Linked DNA regions of Sus scrofa: region 2 is linked to region 1. The links are chromatin contacts, called in public Hi-C maps. All regions are on one chromosome and are shown on one strand. The core of a region is the stretch at or near the end of the contact, and the rest is flanking DNA. Distances in the headings are between cores, read along the strand shown. Region 1 overlaps ARHGEF4 (rho guanine nucleotide exchange factor 4). Region 2 holds the start of PLEKHB2 (pleckstrin homology domain-containing family B member 2).

The links. Hi-C and Micro-C count contacts between places; a contact is called where the count stands out from the background.
Region 2: a Hi-C map of embryonic fibroblasts shows a contact between it and region 1, with 4 times the contacts expected there. The contact joins the promoter of PLEKHB2 here to the enhancer-like site in region 1. A contact is called at or near these places in 5 of 47 Hi-C or Micro-C datasets (embryonic fibroblasts, liver and omental adipose tissue) and 1 of 2 datasets of contacts at active chromatin or transcription factors (alveolar macrophages).

Annotation. Positions count from the first base shown.
Region 1 is chr15:57,369,506-57,377,153 of Sscrofa11.1, reverse strand. It overlaps ARHGEF4 (rho guanine nucleotide exchange factor 4), which reads right to left. Exons shown (of 12, transcript XM_021075746.1): 9 at 6,118-6,249; 10 at 5,041-5,284; 11 at 4,290-4,367; 12 at 1-3,744. The coding sequence ends at 3,593. It overlaps FAM168B (myelin-associated neurite-outgrowth inhibitor), which reads left to right. Exons shown (of 7, transcript XM_021075749.1): 7 at 1-1,980. Among named protein-coding and RNA genes, the nearest start is that of FAM168B, 46 kb to the left of the region's middle. Within about 2 kb of position 2,748, at least 13 of the 83 cell types and tissues checked have an H3K27ac peak or open chromatin away from gene starts, as enhancers often do. A contact at or near this core is called in alveolar macrophages, embryonic fibroblasts and omental adipose tissue, where this site is marked.
Region 2 is chr15:57,425,643-57,433,290 of Sscrofa11.1, reverse strand. It overlaps PLEKHB2 (pleckstrin homology domain-containing family B member 2), which reads right to left and starts at 5,032. Exons shown (of 8, transcript XM_021076267.1): 1 at 4,882-5,032.

The sequences.
Region 1 (7,648 bases), core at 1,499-3,998:
CATTATGGAATACATCTCTGTGGAAATCTCTTCAATTTTGAAACTATCAGGGCATCCACCTATCAAATATGAAAGGTAGATCTTGTCTAGCAGGTAAGAATCTGGACGTAACAAAAAGTAACAGAATTATCATATGTTGTAATTTTAGCAGCATTTAGTTCCAGTAAAATTAAGGAATAGAACTTCTCTTATAAAGTTGCATAATTTGATATTCTAAGCACAACAGTAGAACATTCAAAGAAATTTTGCATTTTTTTGTATGTGACATTCCTAATTTGAGTTTCAGCTGAATTGCATTTATTGTAAAAGTTGAGACAGGCAAGTGAAGGAACTAATTCTTGTAAACATGGATTTCATCATGGATATTTGAAAACAATTTTGTTCCACAGCCTCTGCCCTGAGGTTTAGGAGGTATGCTTCTCAGCTCACAGAAACCTTGTTTAGATCTGGGCCGATTGACTGAACCTCTAGTGATGCGTGGTGGTCCCATCAGCCTGCTGCCTCTGAGAAGCGAGGCCAGCATCAGGGCTAGGGCTGATTGTGGCAACAGGCACAGAGGCGTTTCCAGAACCTTTTGTCTCTTGTGTTCAGTCTTTTCCAAACATTCTTGTTGGTTTGGTCATTAGGCCTGCCAGTGTGACTGTTTCTCGAGTGCTATGCAAAGGTAGTGTTTACAGGAGCCGAGGGCGGTCCTGGGCCTTGGGCTGGATGCCTGCTCAGTACCACCCTGCCCTTCCGTGGCTGGGTGTGCAGTGCCTCGCTCCAGTGCTGGCATCGGCACTTGAGAAGCAAGAGGAAATAGATATTTTAGGCGCCTGCGACATGCTAATCGGTGGCACTGGTTGCATCAGTATTGGGGCCTACTTTAAGAAGAAAACCTAGACTTCTTCACCTGTGCTGTGTAAGCATTTAGAAACAGTGTTGCCCTGATCAGTCCGGCCGCCACCTCCCCATCTGGTAGCTGATGGCTGGGCACCCCAGTTCTTGCCAGCCTGGGCACTGCCCAGACAGGACAGGACACCAGTCTGACCCCCTCTGGTGGTGTGAGGGTAGGCTTAAGGGTGTGGGGCCTGAGGTGGGAGACAGTTTCTGTTCTCTTGGTGCTTTCTAAGGAGGGGTCTGCAAAGAGGAAGGGCGGCTCACGTGGCCCTTCTCTAGAGCACACTTCAAATGTTGGCATGTTTTCTCTCCTGAGCTCTTTATTACTCAACCTGAGCTTTCTGAAAGGAGCCCGCAGATGACATGCTGCATAGGAGGGTCTGATCTTTCCAGGTAGAAAGTTGCAGTTATTCTTAAAATGTTTCAGAGGATGTCTCTTTCCCCACCCCATTAATTTGAAGAACAGAACCTTATTGAGTCCCCAGGACTAACACCACCTGGGACAGGAAGACCAAGGCCAGCATTTTGTCTGGGGAACCTGTCGGGAGCTTCAGGAGATGGCTCTGCTTCCAGGATGGGTGTGTTGGAGACGACGAGCGTCTTATCTGGGCTGCCTCAGCCCTGTTGGAGTCTCCTATGGGTCCTTGGGCAGACCAGGGTCCACAGAATAGCTGGGCTGGGTCTGAGGCAGCTCTTCTGTGTCCCTGGAGCAGTTGCAATGACAGCCACTCAAGAGAGGCCCTGGGAAGCCACTGTTATTGACTAGGAAACGGTTCCTTATTATTATTTTTTTTTAATTAATGATTTTTAAATACTGTTTTTTTAGGCCATTCTCTTGGTACTTTTTTAAAGCTTAAGTCAGCATCGTCTTCCAGTGTTAAAGGCACCCCTCACCTCTGCATTGAGCTTAAGGTGTCAATCAATAATAAAAAGGAGTAGAACATCCATCCTGAGCCAATTCCATTATGTGTAAATTCATACTATTTTAATTTTTTATGCAATCTGATGAGTAGATGAGCTCAGATTTAAAATTCTTAAAAGCACGTTTATTGTAATAAGAATTGTTATGTATTAATACTGCAGTTTTCAATAAAGATTGACTTGTGTTGCATATTGTTGTTTTCATGATTCTTTCCCTATGGGTTTTGTCTCCAGGCAGCTTGAGTTGGATGGGAGATAGTGTAGGTTCTCTCAAGTTAGGAGATCTGGGGGTTTCAGGCTGAACTGCAGTGACCTTGGCAATGTGTGTGATTGGTGGGGAAGGGGAGGGAAGCCACCCTTGTTCCTTTTCTGGGCCTGTGGCACAGGTCCTCCTGGGAGGAAGACACATTCTCCCCCATTATACCAAGGAGGATGCTGAGACCCAGAAAGGTGACGGACTGCCTATCCCCCAAACTCCCATTTGCTGGTAACTTCAGCTAAACCATGCACTCTGAGGGCAGCTGGGGAGGGAGGCTCTGAGACAGCTCCCGGCTCCCCTGAGCCTCTGAAGGCACTGAGCCTTCCTCCACCAGAGAGCACCCTGGGGGCCTGGTCTGCAACTATATTCTCCACTGGGTGCTGCTGGCTCCTTCCAAGGATGAGGAAAGGCCTGGGACAGAAAGGGGTGTGGGAGGAGAAAAATGCACAGACACCAACAGAAAACAAGGGCTGGCCGCCAGGTTATTTTTCACAAGTTTCTTTATGAAATTAAATGGTTTCTGGCTTGGAGACGGTATAGTGCAAGTGACTGTACATGCTGCTGAATTCCTGTAGGCCACAGGGCAGCTCTGCGCCCCGAGCCAGGCCCCAGCCGCACTCATGGGCGGCCCTCCCCCCCACCCCAGGATGTGGGCTTCTTTCCAACCCATGTGCCCGCCAGCCTCTGAGTGGGTCTGTCCTGAAGCTGGGCTGCAGAATTCAGTCCTTATGGCTTCTCACGCTCACTTAGGGTAAGGCAATCTGTCTGTGTCACTAACAATTCTTTTTCTCCATTGTTAGAAAAACAAAATCCAAACAAAAAAACTGGAACCAGGTTCTGGAATCATCCCACAGCTACAGGTGGACTGGTCACAAGCTCTGACAGAAGTATTCAGCTGACAATGGTTTTGTTTTCTTTCCACTATAAACAAACACAATCACAGGTGAAGAGAGGGTGTCCAGCAGCCAGAAGTGTCGAGAGAGGGACTGGGAGGCAAAAACGGGCAGGCTCTAGGCCAGAGGTTTTTGTGCACAGAACTCCCGGTTCCTAGCCCCAGGGATGCGGGCTACCTGGCCCACCAGCTGGGGGCCTGCAAGGAGAACTGGAGGGCAGAGGAGCACACCGCCTGGCTCTGCAGGTGGCTGAAGGCAGAGACGGTCTCCTGCCCAGAGGAAATGGGAGCAGGAGGGATGATTAAATGTCCAAAGAGGGTCCAAAGCAGCCATTCTCACGCACTGGCTTGGTGGGGGGTCCTGAGCTGTGGCTTCCAGGGGTCCCCCCTGCACAGGCCTGGAGAGTGGTGGGAGGTTCACGTGCTGGGGGCCTGCCTCTCCAGCCGGCAGGTGTCTTCAGCGCCCCAGTGGCAGGGAAGAAACCGAGAATGGGGGCACTGAGCACCTCCCATGCTCAGCCCCACTAACTTCCAGTTTGCACAACAGGCAGAGGAGGCCTGGGTGTGGTGAGCCTCATGGAGAAGCTGGACGCTGCCGGCAGCGCAGATCCAGATGGTGCCATGGGGCCGGGTGCGTGGGCTCACTTGCGGAAGGGCGCCAGCCGGCTGATGCTGTGCCAGAAGGTGGACGGCTTCCGCTTGGGCTCGGCCAGCACCAAGACCTGCTGCTGGGGCAGGCTGGTGGGCAGGGCCGGGTGCTTCTGGCGCGTAAGGTAGTAGGGCCGGCCGAGGGCTGGGCAGGGGAGGAGAGCTGGGGTCAGAGGTGTGTAGCAGCAGGTGGGCAGAGTGGCAGCCGCCCCTGCGGGTGGAACAGGCTGCCTGACACCCACCCTTGCTCGTCCTGGGGTTGACCACACCCAAGGGCCTGGGCCATCCTCCATAGCCTGCTGGGGGTGATAGCCAGGTGGCCTGGGCCTGCTCTTGTGATGGCAGCATTTAACGTCCCTGTAGGAATGGGTTGTCAGCTCCTTGCCAGGAGGTGGTGAGGACAACTGCCAGGAAGCAGTCCTGCCTGTGAAAGTGAGCGCTGGCACTGATGCTGCTGCTCTGGGGGGCCTCAGGGGATGGGGGCAGGAACTCAACTGTGTACCTAGGCAGCCTTCCTCACCACTGGTCCCTTACCACCAACCTTTGGGAACACACACTGCAAAGGGCAACGGGTACCTCCGAGGACCCAGGTGCTAGCTCTGCTTCTGGTGGGGTGGGGGGCTCAGAAAACAGTTTGATTGTGGTGGGGGCCAGGCTGCCATGGGTGGAGGTAGGACCACCACTGCTTACCTTTGGGCTTCCCGATGGCCTGCTGCTTGCTGGCATTCAGCATGGCCTGCTTCCTCTGCAGCTGGGTGATGGAGAAGCCTAGACAGGGGGCCGCAAATGAGACCCTCAATTCCCTGAGAGATCCCAGCTGCCCTCTCACCTCCCCTCCTCCCCTGCCCTGGCACCAGCACAGTCTCTGTACCCTGCACCACCATCAGCACTTGGGGTCCCAATATACCACGGGGACTCAGCATCCTGCCCCACCAGCCTCCTTGGCGGCCCAGGCAGAGGAGACTCTCCAAGGGGGTGCTCTGGTGCTCTTCCCGGGGGACTCCTCACACTACCCCATCGCTCACCCCAACCTGACCACAGACTGTCTGCTGGCTAGCATCCTTTCTCTCCACAGTAGGGAAGGCTCTTCCCCAGATCAAGAACCGACCCGGCCCCTGCCCAATGTGATGGCCAGGGGCCCAAGGTCAGGAGGAGAATGTAGTGGGGAAGCACCCTGCTCGTGGAGGGTGGGGAAGGCTTCTGGTACCCACCGCCCCCTCCAGCTGAGTGTATGTGGTGGAAGAGACCCCCTGGCAGGCCAGCAGACCCATGCCTGAGGCCAAAACCAAGATGTGTCCTGGAGCCTCAACTCTGGGGGCCCTCCAGGGGTGAGAGTTGCCTTTCACAGCCTCAAGGTCATGCTGACTTTTCTGCATTGGGAGGCAAAGAAGGCTGGGCGGGGCCTCATGGTGGCAGAGCAAGGCCGGGTGGGATCTCGCACCTGTCTCCTGGTCCAGCCGCACCTGCTCCCGCTCCCTGGCGAAGGCCTTGAGCCAGCGCTGCTTCTGCTCTGGCTTCTTGGCGCACAGCAGGTGGCTCTCCCCAGTGGGGCTGCAGCGCAGCCGGAAGGCATTCCTGATGCTCACGTGGAGCTCTCTGTCCTTCCCATCCTCCAGGTCTACCACCTCCAGGCCATCCATGTCCACTCGGCCCTTGTAGTAGAGCACGTCCCGGCGGAGAAGGTCCTGCCGGAGACACCATGAGCCCCTGGCCCACCTGCTTGCCTGGCCCCTCAGCCTGACCCATTCTTCTGACCACTTCCAAGGGTCCAAGGCCCTGCCTCACTGTCTGCCCTGTGACTGGAAGGGCCGCTGGTCTGCATACCCACCTCCCCAGCAGAAGGTGATCTCAGGAGGAAGAGGGAGCCGTGCAAGGCCCACGACCACGTGTTGAACCCATGGCGGAGAAGCCATCAATGAACAGCTACTGGCTGGCCTCGGGGGGTCTCTAAACACCCACAGTCTCATGGAAAGGTGGCCACGGGAACAGACAGCAGGCCAGGGCCCGCACTGTGCAGCAGAAGAGAGCATCAGTCCACCAGGGCTGGGCTCAGAGCCAGCGCTCAGGAGGGCTGCCAGGCCAGGGCCACTTGGGCCAGGTTTTGAAAGGGGAGTAGAAGCCAGCAGCTAAGGGGAGGCCTGAAGGCAGCTGGAGGGAGAATCCCCATGCTAAGGAGAGGGAGCTGAGGTTTGCAGGGGGGAAAGAGCTGGCTTGAGGAGCAGGCAGGGACTGGTCAGGAAGGATGGTCAGCAGCACTGGTCAGAATGTGAGAGCCACCCTGTGGTCCTGGGCCAATAAGCTCACTCTGTTGGCCACCCACCCCACCGGCCCTAAGGGCCTGACCAGGGGGCCTGACCACTGGCCCTAAGGGGCTGCGGTACTGGGGTGGGGGCATGGGGAGGGAGGAATCGCCTATGGGTGGCCCATTTTCTCTGGGCAGCTGTGCCCAGCTCTTGGCCTCCCTCCTTCATTTCTGCTCTGAACAGACTCGTCCAGCAGGAAAGATCGACTCTGGTACCTTCTTACAGTAGATGAGCTGGTGGTCAAAGAGAAAAAACATCCTCTGCTGGCTCTTGGCTTGTGGCTGTGTGACACGAGTCAGCTCCCCCGAGTGGATGAGTTCCGAGCTCCTGACCAGGAGATCTTCCCCCTGAGGGACCCAAGGAGAGCCGTGAACTGGTAGCCCCCATCCTGGGGCTTAGAGCAGCCCCCTCTGCTGAGCTCTGCATCCTGCCTCCATTGCTAGCTGGCTGGCTGGGGTCCCCACTGGCCCTGCCTGCCTGTGGCCTCCACCTGGCCAGAGTCTGTAGCAAGCAGCCGGCCATAGAGGAAAGGGTTGCTTGTGAAGCCCAAGGTAGGGGAGCAAGTAAAAAGGTGGTTTGACCTACAAGTTTGTTGTCTCTGCTAAACAGGGTCCCATGGCAGCCAGGGATTGCAATGTGGCTAATCTCTGTCGAAGGTGTCACCTAAGTAAAGGAATGATATACCAACTTTGAACACTTAGTATGAAATAAAGAATGTGACTATTTTACCAATGATATTTTATCCATTGCTTACATGCTAAAATATTTTGGATATATTGAGTTAAATAAAACATCATTAAAGTTAAGTTTCACCTATTTCTTTTTTTCATTTTTTTTTGTTTTTGTTTTTTGGCTGTGCATGCAGCATGCAGAGGTTCCCAGGCCAGGGATCCAGAGCCACAGCAGTGACAACACTGGAGGATACTTCCTTAACCTGCTAGGCCATGAGGAAACTCCTTTCTTTCTTTCTTCTTCTTCTTTTTTTTGTTTTTGTTTTTGTTTTTTAGGGCCACACTCGTGGCATATGGAAGTTCTCAGGGTAGGGGTCAAATTGGAGCTACAACTGCTGGCCTATACCACAGCCACAGTAAGGCAGGATCTGAGCTGTGTCTTTGACCTACACCACAGCTCAGGGCAACACCAGATCCCCAACCCACTAAGCAAGGCCAGGGATCATACCCACATCCTCATTAGATATCAGTCTAATTTGTTTCCACTGTGCCACTAAAGGAACTCCCCTTTCTTGTATTTTAAAGATGGCTACTGGCACATGTAAAATTTTCCTCTGTGGCTCACTTGGTACTTTAATTGGTCAGTGGTGCTCTAGAGAATAATTAGACCTGGTTGGCTGGAGGTAACCTTCGAGGCTGGTCTTTTTAAAATTTTTTTTTATCTTTCTAGGGCTGCACCTGTGGCATATGGAAATTCCCAGGCTAGGGGTCTAATCGGAGCTACAGCTGCTGGCCTACACTACAGCCACAGCAACGTGGGATCTGAGCCGCATCTGCAGCCTATACCACAGCTCATGGTAATGCCAGATTCTTAACCCACTGAGAGGCCAGGGATCGAACCCCAATCCTCATGGATACTAGTTGGGTTTGTTACCACTGAGCCATGACAGGAACTCTGAGGTGGGTCTTTTTATTACAAAGAGTTAAGGGGCAGGGAGTCTTCTCCAGCTCAGTGTACCCAGTTGCTGAAGTCCCATTGTCAGATGTCATACTTTCAGAAGAAGCCCTACTGCTT
Region 2 (7,648 bases), core at 3,783-6,282, 54 kb before region 1:
ATAAGAGTTTCTGGTAGACTCAAGAAGAATATCTACAGGAAGGAAAAGTCTTCTTTGGCAGGAAGTAAAAGACTACATCTAAATGAAGAGCAGGAGTTCCACTGTGGAGCATTAGGTTAAGGAACCAGTGTTGTCAATGCAGCTGTCTGGGTCTCTGCTGTGGTGCAGGTTCCATCCCTTGTCCAGGAACTTCTTCATGCCATGGGCATGGCCAAAAACAAAACATGTTTAAATCCTGGCTCAATGACTTATAAACTATCTTGAGCAAGTTACTGAACTTTCCCAAGCCTTAGTTTCTTCATCCATAAAATGAGGATACTAATACCTCCTTGATAGGATTTTGGAAAACTGGGTGAAATAACTTGCATTTGCATGGTGCCTGACAGTTACTAAATTCAACAAATGGTAGCTGTTCCAAAAGCAATTATTACTACTATTATTGCTATTTCTTCACTACCCACCTAACTGAAATTTACCCAAAACATTCTAGAAGAGAGAAGCACATCAGGCTGCTTCTCAAATGACTTAGGAAACTTAATTAAGATGCCCTTGACTTTTCAAAATTTGAACACATACCTGGCGGGGGGGGGGGGGGGCGGTCAAACCAAAAAACCCTCCCAGAATATGTTAAGTAAATTAGTCTCTGAAGGAACAGGAATACTTTTTTAATGTACTTTGCTGAATTCTACTCTCCATAACTTATTTCAACATTTCACTATTACTTATACCCTGGAGCAGGATCTAATGCATAAACTAAATTTCATCAGATAAAGTCTAAGTCCTGTTGTTGGTCCCTAGAGAGTAAAATGCCAGCAAAGTGGCTATAAAATAGCCACATTACTCACATGCCAATAAAATCTACAGGAAGTTTTAAAAGCATATTCAACATCTCAAGTTATGTTAAATACGAACTCAAGTCACTTTAAAAAGCACTGAGGAGTTCCCGTTGTGGCGCAGTGGTTAACGAATCCAACTAGGAACCATGAGGTTGTGGGTTCGGTCCCTGCCCTTGCTCAGATGGTTAACGATCCAGCGTTGCCGTGAGCTGTGGTGTAGGTTGCAGACGAGGCTCGGATCCCACGTTGCTGTGGCTCTGGTGTAGGCCGAGACTACAGCTCCAATTAGACCCATAGCCTGGGAACCTCCATATGCCAAGGGAGCGGCCCAAGAAATGGCAAAAAGACCAAAAAAAAAAAAAGGCACTGAGTCCAAAGGGACAAATTTAAGAGGTAGAAAGGGAATCTGTCAATTCTGAGCTGAAGGCCCACTTTGCCTGATTCCTCTAGTTAATAATATCTTCCCAAGGAATACTATGACTACCTCAAGAATGGTATCTGTTCTTTCTATACCACTGACCTACACACTTCACAAAATTCAGTCCCTGAGATTATCAGGAACTTTACTTAGAGGATGTGTTAACTAGAGAAACTAGTATTTTAGCTAAAAAGTTATTTCCTTATCAAAGAGACAAAAACCCTGTTCTTCAAGGACTCCAAAAAAACACAGGGGACAAGAAGGATCATGTGACCCATCATCATTTAGAGGTCAGTTCATATGCGGTGTTGGCCATTTCCAGATAGCAATCACGTCTTAACAACAAGCCCAACATAAGCACTCATCAAAGGACAGACTAGGAGTTCCCCCTGTGGCACAGTGGAGATCTGGCCTTGTCTCTGTGGCGGTATAGGTTCAATCCCTGGGGCAATGGGTTAAGGATGTGTCACTGCCACAGCTAGGTCAAAACTGCAGTTCAGATTCTTTTTTTCTTCTGTTTATTTGGTTTTTTTTAAGGGCAGCACCTGCAGCATGTAGAAGTTTCCAGGCTAGGGGTCAAATAGGAGCCACAGACACACAGAATCCGAACCGCATCTGTACCCAATGAGCTTGCCAGATCCTTACCCCTTGATCGAGGCCAGGGATTGAACCCACATCCTCACAGACACTATGTCAGGTTCCTAACCCTTTGAGTCATAAAGGGAACTCATGCAGCTCACATTGGATCCCTGGCCTGGGAATCTCCATATGCCACAGGTACCCAAAAAAAAAAAGGACTAAAACAAAGAGGCAACAAAGTTCAACCTTCTGCCCTAATGATCAAATTCAGAAGCAAATATACAACCAATAAAACACAGTAAAATATGACTGGTTCAACTAATCCACTTTTTGTAACTTTTTTTTTTTTTTCTTTTTGCTATTTCTTTGGGCCGCTCCCACGGCATATGGAGGTTCCCAGGCTAGGGGTCGAATTGGAGCTGTAGCCCCTGGCCTACACCAGAGCCACAGCAACCCAGGATCCGAGCCGCGTCTGCAACCTACACCACAGCTCACGGCAATGCCGGATCGTTAACCATCTGAGCAAGGGCAGGGACCGAACCCGCAACCTCATGGTTCCCAGTCAGATTCGTTAACCACTGCGCCACGACGGGAACTCCTTTGTAACATTTTTAATAGGCTTTTTTTACTCAGCAATTTTTGGTAATTCTGTAAGTTCTTTATATATCCAATTAAGAAAGAAAAGAGAAAGAATCCAAATATTAAGGTAGGATAGCAAGCTGGGAAGTACAGCAAGCAAACCTTCTAGAAGGAGTCAAGAAAAACCTCTATCTTCCCTGGAAGTAATAAGACTCCCTCAAAAGTGGCCTCTATTCCTTCTATACCACTGACCTACACATTTCCCAAATTCAGTCCTTCTCAGGAAATTTACCCACAGAGTGTGCTAACACCATTAAAAACAAGCTAGTGAGAGAGTTCCTGCTGTGGCCCAACAGAACTGGGAGCTCTGGGACGAAGATTTGATCCTCCGGCCAGGGCTGCAACTGCATCTGATCCTTAGACTAGGAATTACAAACGCCCAGGGCAGCCAAAAAAGAAAAAGAAACAGGAGTTCTCATCGTGGCACAGTGGTTAACGAATCTGACTAGGAGCCATGAGGTTGTGGGTTCGATCCCTGGCCTTGCTCAGTGGGTTAAAGGATCCAGTGTTGCTGTGAGCTGTGGTGTAGGTCACAGACGTGGCTTGGATCTGGCATTGCTGTGGCTCTGGCGTAGACTGGCCGCTATAGCTCTGATTAGACCCCTAGCCTGGGACCGTCCATATGCCGCGGGAAGCAGCCCTAGAAAAAGCAAAAAGACAAAAAAAAGAAAAGAAAGAAACAAAAACATGATAGTAAAGAACTGTTGTTGATTTCTGAGTTCTTTTCTGCAGCCTCCTTCAGGAAGCATTTACTGACCAGCTACATCATGCCAGACATTCTTATCTGCCAGGATAATCCTGCAACATATGTTTGACTCCTGCCTTTAGAGATCAGTCTGTTGTGGGGGGGGGGGGGTGTTGTTAAATAAAGACATCACTACCACACAGAGTCAACACCAGGGACAAGGGAAGCCCAGACAGGCACCTGCTCAGCCAGGATGTCTTTTCCCAACACCCACTTCCTATCTACACCATCAGCCCCAGCCCAGGGTTAGGAACTTCCTGGACCCAGGCAACACTGAACACAAGAGAACCAGCAGCAGGGGCAGTCTCGCTGCACACGCACATATACACAGATATTTTGGTCATTAATTTGTGAGACAAATATTAAGGGTCGTAAACAATCAGGGAATTGACACTCCCAGCTTGGGCCCGAATTCCCTCTGTGAATTCAGACAAGTCACTTCCTGCCCCGGCACTGGTTTCCTTAAAAAACAAACAAACAGAACTATCTAGACGTCCCTTCCTTTAGGCAAAAGCGTCTCTCCCTCTCGCAGTGGCTCCACTCGGTCCTAGTCAGTGAAGGCACTAGAAATGTGAAAGTTTCTCACGAGTCAATGGCATTTGGAATTAACCACGTTCCCATCTATTTTTTTTTTTTTTTTTTTGACACTATGACCGCCCCACCTCATTCTTTTCTCTCACTCACCCTGAAAACCTGGAAGTTTACTATTGGGTCACTTATGAAGCGTCTTCTATGTAAATTTCTCTACTTTTGAGTTAAAAACGAACAAAAAACACTATTCTGACGCGAAATGAAAACCCCTAACTTCTGTGGCTCCCAGTGTGGTTAGGTCAGAGGATCAAACGTGAGAGAAAAAAAAAATACAATACAAAACCAAGCAACTACAAAAAACACTGCAAACCCGAGGGTAGGAGAAACGACGCTGAGGCAGGCCCCACCCGCGAACACAAAGCTTCAAGGCCAGTCCGGACTCCTTAAGGATGCGACCTCCCGGCAAGAAGGAAAACAAAAAGAGCCCAAATCCCCCAAACCAGAGACCGCAGGGGCGGAGACCCGCGCTTAGCGGGCAGAAAGACTGCTGGCCAGCGGGAAGCACCCTCTGGGAGAGCAGCAAGACTGCGCGGGGGGGGGGGTCCGCTCTGGAGGGCCCTCAGACGGATGGCTCTAGGGGAGGTTCAGGAGGAACTAGAAGGAAGGGTAAAGGGAGTCCGCTGGGAAGGGGTGGCAAGCAGACGGCTCTAGGCGAGTCTCCGAAGGACCGGGGAGGGGAGGGTCCGCTCCGGAGAGGGTGCGGGCGAGCAGCTCTAGGTGAGGCTCCGGAGGAACAGGCTGGGGGAAAAGATGAGTCCGCTCGGGAGAGGGCACAGGCGGCAGGTCTAGGAGAGGCTCCAGCGAGACTTCAGAGGGGAGAAGGGAGGGGGAAAGACAGGACAGAGAGAAAAAGGAGGAGCATAGAAGAGGAGAGAAAGAAGGAGAGGCACTCGGGTCGGGGAGTGGGGGGTGCACGGACGGCGTCTCCTGAGGGAGGCTCCGGAGGGACCGCCGGCGGGGTAGGGAAGGGGGGGCGGGCCTGAGGTTCCCTTAGAGGGGCGCAGAGTGGGTAGGCCCGGCCTGTGGGGGGGTCCGCGTCTTCCGGTCCGGATGGGAACAACAGGAACATTCACCTGCAAAGCCTCCGGCCGCGGCCCGGTACCAGAGAAGGAAGGGAGCACAAGGACACTGCCTGGCTCCTCGGCTCAACTGCCTGACGCCAGCGTCCAGGTCGCCGTCCGACGTCACGCCTCCTTGGCGCGCATGCGCACGGCACGCACGGGGCGGGGCGGGCTTAAGTTTCAGCTAGAAAGGCGCTGTAAACCCTGAAGGTGCTTGTAGATACCACCTTCCAATAAGAGGAGGCGAGCAGGGTTTCTTTGAGGAACTAGTGACTCAAAAACTGCGGCGGGGAAAGCACTGTGACTGTCATAAACTTGCTTGTGCAACTGTAAATTGATGCAATCCTGGAGTAAAATTTGATAATATCGAGAGTTTTAAAATAGTTCTTTTTTTTTTTTTTTTCTTTTTTCCACTTCTTGGGCCAGTCCCGCGACATATAGAGGTTCCCAGGCTAGGGGTCTAATCGGAGCTGTAGCCGCTGGCCTATGCCAGAGCCACAGCGACGTGGGACCCGAGCCTTGTCTGCAACCTACACCACAGTTGACGGCAACGCCAGATCCTTAACCCACTGAGCAAGGCCAGGAATCGAACCAGCAACCTCATGGTTCCTAGTCAGATTTGTTAACCACTGAGCCATGACGGGAACTCCTCCTTACTTTTTTTTAATTTTATTGGCATATAATTGGCTTACAAAGTTATGTAAAATAGTTAATACTCTTTAAACCAGTAATTATTTGAGGCCGCTATTCTATAATAAACAGGAACTCCAGCCAAAAATTGTTTACAAGGATGTACATCAGATATTTAAGAAATGGAAATTAAAACACTCCTGGAGTTCCTGTCGTGGCTCAGTGGTTAACGAATCCAACTAGGAACCATGAGGTTGTGGGTTCCATCCCTGGCCTTGCTCAGTGGGTTAAGGATCTGGCATTGTCGTGAGCTATGGTGTAGGTCGCGGACAGGGCTTGGATCCTGCGTTCCTGTGGCTGTGGTATAGGCCGGTGGCTACAGCTCTGATTGGAGCCCTAGACTGGGAACCTCCATATGCCGCAAGTGTAGTCCTAAACACAAAAAGACAAAAAAAAAAAAAAAAAAAAAAAGAAAAAAAGAAAGAAAAACCACTCCTGACTAGGAGTTCCCGTTGTGGTTCAGCAGATTAAGAATCTGACATAGTCTTTGTGAGGATAGGAGTTAGATCCCTAGCCTCTATCAGTAGGCTAAGAATCTGGCTGTTACTGTTGCTGCAAGCTGCGGTATAGGCTGCAAATGTGGCTTGGATCCAGTGTTGCTGTGGCTGTGGTATAGGTCTCAGCTGCAGTTCCTATTTGACACCCTAGCCCAGGAACTTCCATATGCTGCAGGTGCAGCAGTAAAAAGAAAAAAAAAAAATCCTGAACACACTACTATATATAAAATAGAGAAGGAATAGGATTTACTGTATAACACAGGGAGTAAGACTCAATATCTCATAGTAAGCTATAATGGAAAATAATCTGAAAATTATATATATAATACATATACATACATCTAAATTACTTTGCAACACACCTGAAACTGATAGTGTTATATATCAACTATACTTTAAAAAAATGCTGAGATACAATTTCATACCTATCTGTGGCAAAAATGTAGAAGTTCATCTTAAATATGACAAAAAAGTAAAACCACCAGAGCTCATTTCTTACTGGGGATAGGTAGTGTAGCTTGTTTCAAACACTTTGAAGAACAACTCAGCACTACCTAGTAAGTTTTAAGGTGCAGGTACCCTATGACTAAACAATTCTACTTTATGTAAGTGCCTTAAAGCAGCTTTTTTTTTTTTTTTTTTTTTTTTTTTTTTTGGTCTTTTTACCTTTTCTAGGGCCGCTCCCTCGGCATATGGAGGTTCCCAGGCTAGGGGTCGAATCGGAGCTGTAGCCGCCAGCCTACGCCAGAGCCACGTCTGCAACCTACACCACAGCTCAGGGCAAAGCCGGATCGTTAATCATCTGAGCAAGGGCAGGGACCAAACCCACAACCTCATGGTTCCTAGTCAGATTCGTTAACCACTGCGCCACGACGGGAACTCTAAAGCAGTATTTTCAAACTGTTTGACTTTTTCAAACTGTTTGAAGTAAAATAATAAATTTGCTTTGTAATACAGTACATAACACACGTGTCAAAGATTTTATATGAAAAATGTTTTACAAAACAATATTTACCTTACTCTGGTGCCACACACTCTGCATTTTTATTTTCCAGTCTAGCTCATTTTTAATTTTATTTTATTTTTTATTTTTCATTTTGCTTTTAAGGGCCACACCCATCACATAGGGAGGTTCCCAGGCTAGGGGCTGAGTCAGAGCCACAGGCACCAGCCTACCCCACAGCCACAGCAATGCAGGATCCTAGCCAAATCTGTGACCTACACCACAGCTCACAGCAATGTTGGATCCTTAACCCACTGTGTGAGGCCAGGGATTAAACACGCAACGTCATGGTTACCAATCTGATTTGTTTCCACTGTGCCACAATGGGAACTCCTTTTAGTTCATTTTTTAAAATACAGGCAATGAGTGACAAGATCGATTTCATGACCTGAGCTGGGTAGTTGCTGCTGTTCAAGAGAGGGCTGCTCTGATTATCTACTGCTTCATACTGAGCTACCACAAACTTGTACAATTTATTATTCTCAAGTCTCAGAGTACTCTGAGTTGCTATTTCCCTTTATGTTACCTAGTAAGATCAAAGTGAAATAACCTTATTAGACATGAATGACTTCTTTGCTGTATAGGACAG